Regions from separate parts of the Zea mays genome. Here regions 1 and 3 are each linked to region 2. Evidence: chromatin contacts called from public Hi-C data. All regions are on one chromosome and are shown on one strand. The core of a region is the stretch at or near the end of the contact, and the rest is flanking DNA. Distances in the headings are between cores, read along the strand shown.

The links. A called contact is a pair of places that touch in the nucleus more often than the background predicts.
Region 1: a contact with region 2 is called in a Hi-C map of tassel, with 2.1 times the contacts expected there. The contact joins the promoter of LOC100282529 here to the promoter of LOC103654570 in region 2. A contact is called at or near these places in 4 of 25 Hi-C or Micro-C datasets (ear, endosperm, leaf and 1 more).
Region 3: a contact with region 2 is called in a Hi-C map of ear, with 3 times the contacts expected there. The contact joins the enhancer-like site here to the promoter of LOC103654570 in region 2. A contact is called at or near these places in 3 of 25 Hi-C or Micro-C datasets (ear, leaf and tassel).

The regions. Positions count from the first base shown.
Region 1 is chr4:212,802,814-212,806,455 of Zm-B73-REFERENCE-NAM-5.0, forward strand. It overlaps LOC100282529, which reads right to left and starts at 1,891. Exons shown (of 1, transcript NM_001155437.2): 1 at 1,097-1,891. The coding sequence starts at 1,836. The coding sequence ends at 1,321.
Region 2 is chr4:212,953,009-212,956,594 of Zm-B73-REFERENCE-NAM-5.0, forward strand. LOC103654570 (DEAD/DEAH box RNA helicase family protein) reads left to right here and starts at 2,139. Exons shown (of 22, transcript XM_008681414.2): 1 at 2,139-2,253; 2 at 2,326-2,947. The coding sequence starts at 2,209.
Region 3 is chr4:212,764,880-212,768,759 of Zm-B73-REFERENCE-NAM-5.0, forward strand. No RefSeq gene overlaps it. Among protein-coding and RNA genes, the nearest start is that of LOC109945927, 26 kb to the left of the region's middle. Within about 2 kb of position 1,337, at least 15 of the 20 cell types and tissues checked have an H3K27ac peak or open chromatin away from gene starts, as enhancers often do. A contact at or near this core is called in ear, leaf and tassel, where this site is marked.

The DNA of each region.
Region 1 (3,642 bases), core at 641-3,140, 150 kb before region 2:
GGTCAGCATGGCGAGCAATTGGGTAGGCGTTACACCGCACCATCTGTTGCCGGCAACGTCTTCTTCGTGTAGGCTGGTTCTGCGGTGACCGTGGCGGCATCAGTAATCTGAAGCGGCCTAATCTTTAGATCGTCCCTGTTTTACACGCCGATAACGAGTAAAAGAAAGTGACGGACATTTCAGTCCAGCGGGTATACAGACCCAGTTGTCAGACAAGTTAAACAGTTGGTTGGGTATTTTGATAAAGGTAGCCTATTTAATCGACCCATTTTTACAATTTCACCTAACTACGACCTACTTTTTAAGGAACAATTGGATCTATACCATTAAAAGATCCAAACTTTAGATATATACCATGGACCCCACATGTCATTGACTCATGTGTACCATTAAAAGATCCAAACTTTAGATATATACCATGGACCCCACATGTCATTGACTCATGTGGACCCACATGTAAGTGAGATAGTAATGGTATGGATCTAAAGTGGTGATCTTTTAATGGTATGGATCCAAATTTCCCACTTTTTAAAGATGACGACCATATAGTGTTCTATTTTACCAAATTTCTCTTCTGGTGGAGGCTAGGCGCTTTTGTCCAGACAATGGAGTGGGAAGAGTTTGTCACTCGAGAAACACGGGTTTCCAAAAAAAATTCTCGTTCCAATTTTTAGTGTATTTCGGTTTAAATTTTAAAAAAATATAAGAGTCAAACTTTTGTCAACAAAACAGTATCCCAGAAATGCAAAACGAAATTGTAATGGCCGTGGACGGACGAATGCAGTGGGTTGCTTTTGCTGAGAAACGCGTTGGATTGGATCTGGAAAGCGAGTGGCGTGCCGACGGCTCCACCGCTTTCGACCCGTCGGCCGTCGCCCACCTACTCCTCCTACTCGATCGGCGTGCTACCTACGTTTTCCAGTCACTAGCAACACGCGTTTGCTAGCTGTTGGCTGGATGAGTGGAGGCAATCATCAACAACCACATGCCATGCTCTGACTGACGTTTTGCTGTCGATTGATTGGTTCTGTTAATTTCTTGTGTTTGTTTGTCCACAAAATTCCAACAAAATTCATCCAAATGTGCCAACAAAATTCCAACAAAAACTATATAAGAATGGTCGCTAACGTGTTTTCGACACATTTAATTCTCGACCCTACAACTCTGTGAAATTTTGAAACTTTAGTAGTAAATTCGGCTCTGCAAATCCGAATCCCGCTCAAAGACGACAGACAAGGTGTGTACAAAGCAGCCGGAGATATGGATGGACGTACGAGAAGCCACGGCCCGGAGTCGCAAGCAAGGGTACGTAACAGGTAGCTAGGCCTTGACGTTGACGGTGTACTGGACGACGGTGGTCCCGGAGGTGGCGCCGGAGTCGATGGTGTGCGCCTGCACGTACCCGCGCGCCATGCGGAACTTGCCGCTGCCGCCGACGATGCTCATCTCGCGGACGTCGCTGAGCACCTCGTTGCGGCCAAGGATGGAGAGCGTGCTGCCGTTGTGCTCGCCGGCCGTGAACACGAAGTTCATGACCATGAGGAGGCCGAACGTCTGCTGGTCCGCGAACGTGTAGGTGCCCTGGGCGCGGCCCACCTCCGTGCCCGCGGCGCGCGTGGGACCCGTCGTCAGCGGGTCGTCGATGGCCACCACCGCGCCGAAGTTGGTGGACGACGTGTTGGAGGACGCCGCCTGCGCGATGCGCACCGCCGTCGGGTTCGTCCCCGCCACGACGTCGTGGAAGTACACCTTGAAGGTCGTCAACCCGTCGTCGGCGGCTGCGGACGCGAGAGACGCGGCGCACAGGAGGAGGAGGAGCGCGGCGGCGGCGGCCATTGCGATGGATGGCGTGGTGGAGGCGCGTGGGCGCGCGGGTGAGATGGAGATATGTAACGGTGGGTCGGGGTGGGAGTGGTTGTTGGTAAAGAGCCACCTGCACCGGCGGGGATGGGACAATGGTATCGATACGGTCGGTCTCGGGGGCAGGTCGTCTGTCTGTCGTAGTTGGTCCGGTAGGTGGAGGTCGCCAACTCACCATCATGTTCCTCACATCCTTGCATCCCGTGCTTTCGTTCCCTTTATTTGCAGCTGCTTGACATAATGACATGGTTATATTTATTTAGTTTCCATATCGCGGCAGCACAGCCATTTGGCCAAGTTCACATAATTAGTGTCTAAAGTTTAGTCACTAAGAACGTTTGAATGCACTAGAACTAATAGTTAATGACTAAAATTAGTTAAGACATGCAAACATCGTAGCTAATAGTTTATCTATTAGCTATTTTTAGTAAATTAGTTAATAGTTAGATATCTATTTGTTAGCTAGCTAATTCCATTAACAATTTTTAGCCAAACAATTATTAGTTCTAATGCATTCAAACACCCCCTAAGTGTTTGGTTTGAGGTCAAAATAGGATGAAGTAAGGGCGACACCATCCCCTTAATTTTTGGGATCAAGCCGCCACCAAAAAATTACTCCGATGTTTACCTCACTCTTACTTAACTTCCATCCAAACACTATAGAAACTGTGGCCGCCTCTTCTAACCAACCAAACGCCCTAAAGTATCATGTTTGGTTCTAATAACTAAATCTTACTAAAGTGCATTAATTACTACGCCAAAAGACTGTATTACCCCTACTAATGAAGAGTGAGGACAGTCGGCTGAGGACTCACGACTAGACTTGCGCCGGATACGTGAGCAACGACAGGGGGAGGGTAAGAGTCTCATTTGGTAGAGCTCTGCTCTATGATTATTTAGCTTCGAGAGTTGATTTTTTGATGGAGTGATTTCGAATGATTCTCTAATAGAAGTGAATCTATCTGGCGAAAACGGTTTGGTTGCAGAGACAAAATATTCAGAACGTATTAAATGACTCATAAGAAAACTAAAATGCCCCTTGATATTATTCCGCCATTAGTGCAACTAAAATAAATGAGTGGCAAAAGACGGAATTAATATGGTTTAGTCTCTTTTAGAGCACATACAACCTTAAGACGTTGGTTCAGTTTTCCAAGTACAAGAGACACTTAAGAAACTTTGTGATACAACCCTGAGTTCCTAGACTATAAATACAACAGGTTCATTCTATCCCTACAAGAGACACTTAAAAGCACGTACAATCCTGCTTTTGATGTTTCAAACCAAAGATAAAACAGGTTCATTCTACCCCTCCTGGTCGCAGTTGCATCTGAATTTGATTGTCATGTTACTGTGAATTCCTCCAACAAGAACGCACCGATCAAACTCAACCCACAAGAAGAGAGATAAAATATGAAAGCAGTTGCACCGACCATGAAGCATGACGAAACTTGAAGGTGAAGGGAGTAACGAACAATTCACTTGCAAAGCACTGTAATAGTAATTCAGAGTGGAATACTGCTATGTTAGTGCAATATACACACAGATCGAGCAAAAGAGGTTTGGTGCGGTAGAGGATTTGTCTTTAACAAGGGAAAATATTTTTGGCCCTTATTTTTTATTTGGATCCACTTGGCTTCAGCTAATGCCGTGTTGGGTGATAACGGATTTTTTTTGTCAAATTAAGGGCATGTTTAGAAAGGAGAATTTAATCTCTACTACTCTATAAGGGTGGATTGTGGGCGTCCACACCTGTGCACCCTGCCCCACCACCGTGACCTT
Region 2 (3,586 bases), core at 889-3,388:
AGGATCAGATTCCTGCCCTTCAACTTCGTTCACATCAATATTAAAGAACTTATGTAAAGCGCCCTTTTGCGATTCAACCAATTGATCTTCATGTTTTCTCTTTTTTTCTTTTTTGATAACTTGACAATGATTTCTTAGGCAACATCTAAGACCTAATCAGAAAAGCAAATAATTAAAATTTTAAAGAACACGTATCATGTATGACATGTGCACTAAAAATATTTTTTAAACATCTAATCTAAGCGGCTAGTACGCTACATAATATGAAGCGGTGTAAGGAAATCACCAAATCAGTAAATTAAATCACCTATTCACCTAGATTGTGTCGCTATGGAAGATGACGGATCGACTCGGCTGCTCGTCGCTTGGGCGGCTTGGCCTGTGGCCTCTTGGTTGGCTGGTTGCAGACTTGCAGGTTGCCGATGGCCGGAAGTCGAGAGCCTGGCGGAGTGGCGGCGGCGGCTGGTGTCCAACTGTCCTGGCTGATCGTGCGTCTCAGCGTCTAGCCCTGAACTCCTGTGCGGCGCATCTAGACAAGTAGACGTTCTGGTTCCTGGACTCCTATAGTCCTGCGCATTGTGCATGGAGACGTAGAGCCTAGCTCTTGGGCTTCTAGGGACAAACAGCATGCCAGCCTACATCCTTACCCCTACTACATATTAGATATTGGGCCCCTGTCTTTTTTGGCCCCCCCGGCGGTCGCCTTCGGTGCATGGGCCTTGGGCCGGCTCTACCTAAAGGTTTGAGGGCTCATGGAGGGTCTTGGGTGGCCTTGACAATAAGTCCAAAAGCTCCATGAAGTCTAGGACACCTCGGGGCCATGGCCCCCAAATTTTAGTTTGTTTTTACAAATGGTGAGGGTCGGAACAACCTTATAATTTTGAGCGGCCATGATATCAAGTTGCTCGGTGTTGGGGAGAAGACTTTGCCGAAGGTCCTTAGGTAACGAAACTCGATGTTTTAATTAGGTTTCAAGAGGCAGGTTCCACATGTTTTGATTGTCTACTTTGTTAAGATGGAGAAAGAAGCGAGGCTTCGTCGGCATGAAGGAAATGAAGCTTCGATACCTGCTTCATGAAGTGACAAGAGAGGTAAATCTTTGTTTGACTTGAGCAACAAAAAGACGAAGGAGCTCAAGAAGACGTACACAACACGTCTTGTGGGAGAAAGGACAAAAACACCCTCCACTACTACTATAGATCCCATTTATAGGAATGTGGCATTACTGTAATTTTATACAAAGGTGTATAAAGTCGCACTTGTATAAATAGGTGAACAATAACCATGCACACAACACTTTTTAGCAATCCACATACTCCCACTACCTTCGAAGGGCTTAGCCTATTCACCTTCGGATAGCCTACGTTCGTTCCGAATGTATCTTGTAATGAAACTTATATGATAAAGGAAACGAATGATTTTGGTTATGATGTTATTCCCTTTGCCAATCCCATTTACATTTGAATTATACATTTACCTTCTTCATCGTATTTTCCTTCTTCTCTTGCCTTCTTGCATTCATCGGTAATTGTGTTACCCTGTTATGGTTTTCCACGAGAGCTTTAACATGTGACCAACACTGGTACGAACACAAGTCATATAATAACTGAACTCTTTATAATTTCTTTTATTAAGGTTCTTGAAAAACATCTTGGAAGTGTAGAAAATGTTTTTTAATACAATGATATATGCCACATGTTTGCTGAAAGGCAACTTTTCAATTTTTGAACATTTTTGTTATATACTTTCTCTGTTCCAATTTATAATTCGTTTGACTTTTTTTATCTAAGTTGACTGGCTCGTCTTATTAATTTTTTTCATAATTATTGTTAATTTTTACTATGATATTGTTTATCATATAATATATTTTAAATATGGCTTTGAATTTTTCATTTGTTCAAGAAAATTTGAATAAGACGGGCCAGTTAAACTTAGCACAAAAAAGTTAAACGAATTATAATATAAAAGAGAGGGAGTAAATAAAATACATCATAGACATGCAATCCGCCAATCCGTAGCTGAGCCCTATAGCCCGCTAGAAATTGGGCCGGGCCGCCAATCCGTAGCTGAGCCCTATCGCCATACCCGTGGTCTAGTAGCCCATGTTAGCTCATCGTCTTCTTCAATCTACCCGCCCAAATTGGACGTGCCCTCCAGAATACCAAATTCCCCGACCTTCGCCGAGCTTCTCCAACGCTCCAGCGGTTGATGTCCGTCCCACCGCGGCTCTCCGTCGATTTCTACGATGACGACGTAAGCGCCCCAACCCCCCCAAACCTCTCCGCCTCGGCTCGTCGCGCCCCGCTCACGTAACCCTAACCGCAGGGCTTCGACTGGGAGGCCGCCGTGCAGGAGATCGACAGAGCCTGCGCCTTCGCGTCGGCCTCCGCCCCCGCTCCCGCTCCCGCCCCCGCCCCCACTCCGGCGCCGGTGCATCATCCGCTGCCGCCGCGGCCCCCCGAGCCATCGGCATCGGCGCCGCTTCACAGGCCACCGGCGGCGGGCGGCGGCACGGCGCGGCAGTCGACGCTCGACCGCTTCGTCGACTCATTTACCAAGAGGCGACTAGAGAAAGAGAGGCCCGCTCCAGCGCCCGTGCAGGCGGCGTCGTGGGGCGTGGGGGTGGAGCCAGTCGGCGGCGGCCTAGGGCGGCCGGGTGTCCGCGCGGGCGAGGGATGTTCGGGACAGGCGAACGAGAGAGCTGTGGAGGACCGGTTCATCGAATCCTTCACCAGGAGGCAGCAGGAGAAGGAGAGGGCTGCGTCGGAGGTGGCACCGGCACTGGCTGGTGGTCAGGGGCGCCCTGCAGCTCGTGCTGGCAAGGGATGCTCGGGTCGGGGCAATCGTGCTGGCAAGGGATGCTCTCGTCGGCCCAGTATGGAGATTGAGTATGGTCTCTGCGCTGTCTCCCTGGACCACGAGGCTGTCAAGACATGGATCTATCCAAGTGAGGGGGTTTGAGTTTCTACAGCATTTTGCCAATAACTGTTCTTTGTTCTGGTTTTCATGCTGGGATTCAGCTTATGGGTGGAGTTGTCTTGGAAAATAGACATCTTTAGTGAATGCTGGCACTTTATTAGTTAATAATGGCAGCCATCTTGCTTGAGGATACATTCCAGCAGTTCTTGCTGGTACTGAAGTGTACAAGATGCTTGGGAATGCGGAAACTGACTCTAAACTTTGTTTTGTTAAGCACTTGAGCAGCCATATTAGGTAGACGATTGCATCAGGAAATCAAGCAAAAAACTATAACATAAGGATAAGTGGTTTAGTTTGCTGGAGTAGCACTGCACCCATAGAAGCATGCACCTCTTTTAGTTGAAGCAGATAGAGATGGACTAGGAGCTTGTCCACCCTTTGCAATATGTTTTTGTTGTATCAAACAAATGTCATTTTTGAGGATGTTATTGTTGCAACTTCTTAGCTTGGTTATTTGGATTTTGGGATATCTTGGCTTGATTATTCATGTCTTTAGAATGCAGGTTTTACTAGGCCTTCACATGAGTTCCCGAACCACTGTCAGGGTTTCCACTTTTAGTTGCAGATTAAGTATTGAGTGCACTGTGGTTGTCGTATTCTTTAGTAC
Region 3 (3,880 bases), core at 87-2,586, 190 kb before region 2:
GCACTCACTAACCGCGTACGTTAGCCGAGTGACTCTGTCTCTTCGTCTGCCGAGTGACCCTGTCTCTTCGTCAGCCAGCCGAGTGACCCTTCTCCTTCAGCTGGCCGACTTATGGCGTGACTCGGCGAGTGCTGGCCGACTCATGGCATGACTCGGCGAGAGCTGACCGACCCTTGGCGTGACTCGGCGACCTTTCTCCTTCAGCTTCCCTCTGCGAGAGGATAAATAGAGGAGCACCCTGTCACTCGGTACAAGCGAACACACCACTTTCAGAATCACAGTCCAGCCGCCGAGTGAGGGTATTTCCATCTCGTGACTCTGCGCGCACAGAGAAGCGAGAGGGCAGGTGCCTCTGAAGCCGGTGCCGTTCGAGACCTTGCACGGGGGATCGGCAATTAGGTTTTTGGGGAGCGTCTACGCGACTGCCCAAAACATCTGCGACATGACAAAGGAAGTTGGACAAGGATCTGGATCAGAGCGCATGGGAGGGTATGATCAGTTTAATTCCTTACTGTTTTGCGTTCTACAGATTATATATGTTTTATATATGCATTTGTACTGTTTCATGTATAGCAAAGAGTTTATCTCATCTGTTCTGTTACCTTATAATGTGTTATATCTGTTTGTTTTAATTTTACAATCATGCTGTTTATGTTTCTATTTGTTTATTTTCAATTGTTCAGTCAGTTTATATGTTTATCGTATTTATATGATCTATATGATTCATATGCTTTGTGTTCTCATGATCCATATTGTTATGGATATGATTGAGATTACGATTTCTATGGTTAATTATCTTTTATATGTCATCATCATAATATTAATTTATGGAATTAAAATGATACGGAAAATGTCTATAAATCTAACAAATTCTCGTCGATCATTGCACGCTTCTAAACAGCTGCCGTGTTGATAGACAATCCAACCTAGCTGCGCGTACGTACGACGCCGGCGGCCTGTGCAACTTCTGAAAGTTCCGGTACAAAGGTGCCCAAATTTCATAGGTCGCGAGCTGGAAAGGCACATGTAAATACTTTATTTTTAATTCTGGCGTTAGCTAGCTGCTCAAATATAATATCCGCCGTGCGCACAAATATATATATATGCGCGGGTGCTTTTAGAATCCTTGTATGATTGCGTGGAACTATCTCAGTTATACATACCCCAGCTAGCACTAGCAGAAGGAGAAGAGAACAAAGAAGATACAGCCTGCATCAGATATGGAGTATATATATAGAGAGAGAGACCATCTGCTGTCGAACATCCGACAACAAAGCGTCCACTCCTAGCCAGCTATACAATACGACGATGCGACGTCAGGAACACCGGCGGATTCCAAGAAAGCCGGGGCCGGCGTCTCGCACCACCGCGCTTTTCTACGTGTCAGGCTGTGCTGTGCTATTACTTCGCCCGCCGCACCAACAAAAAGCCTGCACCAGCAGAAACGCTAACGGCGCCAATTATTGGTGCAGAGATAGTTTGTTTAGCACACAGACCTATCTAGATTTGCGTTGAACTCGGTGTTAGAGCATCTGCAAAAAGATCCTTAAAACTCTAGTCCTAATCCTTATTCTAAGGAAAAAGGAAAAAAAAAACCTCCAACAGTTACGTAACTAGCACTCCAAAACTTACGCAGACGGAAAATATCTATGAACGGTAACCAATAATATTAAACTATATTTATTTAGTCCAACTGTAAACAAATGTCATCTGTATGTAGCTATATATTAGCGGATCTAAAATGTGGCAGAAGGCTGTTCATACATAGAATAGAATAGAGAGCAACAAAAGTTGTGACATATATACTTGAGCTTTGTATAAAAAACTGCCGCCATTATCTAAATGGAAGATTTATGGTCCACTGCTCTATTGCACTATATATACTACTATAATCATTGATACATTGTGGACACGACATGATGCCGCACGAAGGATAATTTAGTGAGCACGACGTATGCATGCAACAAGTAAAAATTTAACTAATTCGTCTCGACTGTTACGCCGGTACCTGATAGAGAAAGCGGCGCCCGCATGGTGTGCCACGAGTGGAGTATTTGGTTCCACTCAACTAAAACTGCTGTCACAACAAATGTTTCATTAATAATTATGGATATTAAGGTTCTATTAAGAGGGTTTCATTTTAAGAAATGCAGCTTCTTCACCATAAAACAACTTTAATATATTGGTAAAGCAGGGTTCAAGATAACTTGTCTTACACATAGACTACAACTTCTTTAATACAATTAATTTAAATGAGTTGTCTTAATTACCCTTGATGATTAGCGGGGTATAGAAAGAGACATGAATCGCTAGGTCATGTAATCAATGATATGATGGATAATTTTTGTGCAACTTCAGAAAGAGCTATGAAAACAGTATTTTTAAAGCACACTTTGTGGAGCTTCTAAAATTTCATGAAACTAGCTTATAGTTTTATTTTTTTTAAAGCTGGAGCACGTGGAGCTGGATCTGTTTTGATAGAAGAAGCTGAAATAGATCTAAAAGTTTTGAACTGAAGCTCTCCACACAGGGCCTAAATATAATCTAATTATAAAATTAACTATACAAATAAAGATGAAACAAATTTATTAAACCTATATTTAATAGTTATAACTGATGTTAAATATTTGATGTAAGTGAACCAAACACCCCTAGGTTTTGGAATTTTCCTAGCGCCGCCCTCGGAAAGATGCTGCTCCTGCGTGCAAATCGATCGTGAGCCATTTCCTGACGCCTCTGGAAAGCAGTGTTCATTTGTATCAAATCTTTTCCCCACCTGAGCAGATGTACTGGCCCACTTGTTGCGGTGGGTGCGACGGCCGAGGCCCCAGCCCAATTAGGACAATCTATGTAAACCCATAGTCCATCTACCGACAGGCGACAACAACAGTCCATCTGCTCTGGTGGCCCGCAGATTGAACTATCCACTCTAGGCACGCTGTGCATTTTGATTTTGCGCAATTTAATCTCATAATTAGTGGTTAATAAATAATAGTCGACAGTTGATTTGGTTTCATTTGCGTATTTAAAGTATAATTAGACATGAATGTATAACCTTAAAAGCCTATAATCAGGGGCGGATGCTGGACCATGGGGCTATAGCCACGTCCAAAGCATAAAGCATATAGAGTATCTCCAATAATATGTCTTAAAAATGAAAATAGTGTCCTAAAAACTAAAATACTACTACCTCTGTTCTTTGTCGTCCGCTAGTTCATTTTTGTACTAAAACACGACAAATAAAAAAGAACGGAGGGAGTACATCATTTACAATGCTTTGAGTACTGAAAACAAATTAAGCTTCAATAGTTATATCCTAAATGGTGTATTTTAGAAAATAAATTGCATGATTAGAAAAGAAAACATTGATGATGATATATAAAACAAGGATATGGCACTAGTCCAGAGTGTATTATATTTAGTTCACTTTATGGCGTGTTCTATTTTTTTGATTAAAATTGTAAAATACGATATTGGAGTTGTTTTTTATGAGTTGAGCCATATCTCTACTATATTTAAGTGGGAGTTTCTTCGTGTGTCTCCAGTGATTCCCTCCGTTGTTGGTCACTCGTTTTTGATTATTACATAGCATCAAAAATAAGGTAACACAAATTAAGAAGTTTGAACCTTGGTCCTTAAGTTACCACTTATCTGAAGGGTTAACTTGAGGACGAAGATTTTAAAGAGAAGATGCGGATAAAACAATATTGAATGAAATGACAATGACGAAGCATAAAACTCATCTTATATGCCTTAGCACTTTTATTCCATCTTCCTTCGTATTAAACAAGTTTAGAAACATACCTTCGGCTTCTTCGCACAAGATAGCTCGAAGATACTTCGAAGACTAAGTAGAACGAAGCTTAAGGCCCTCGAAAGG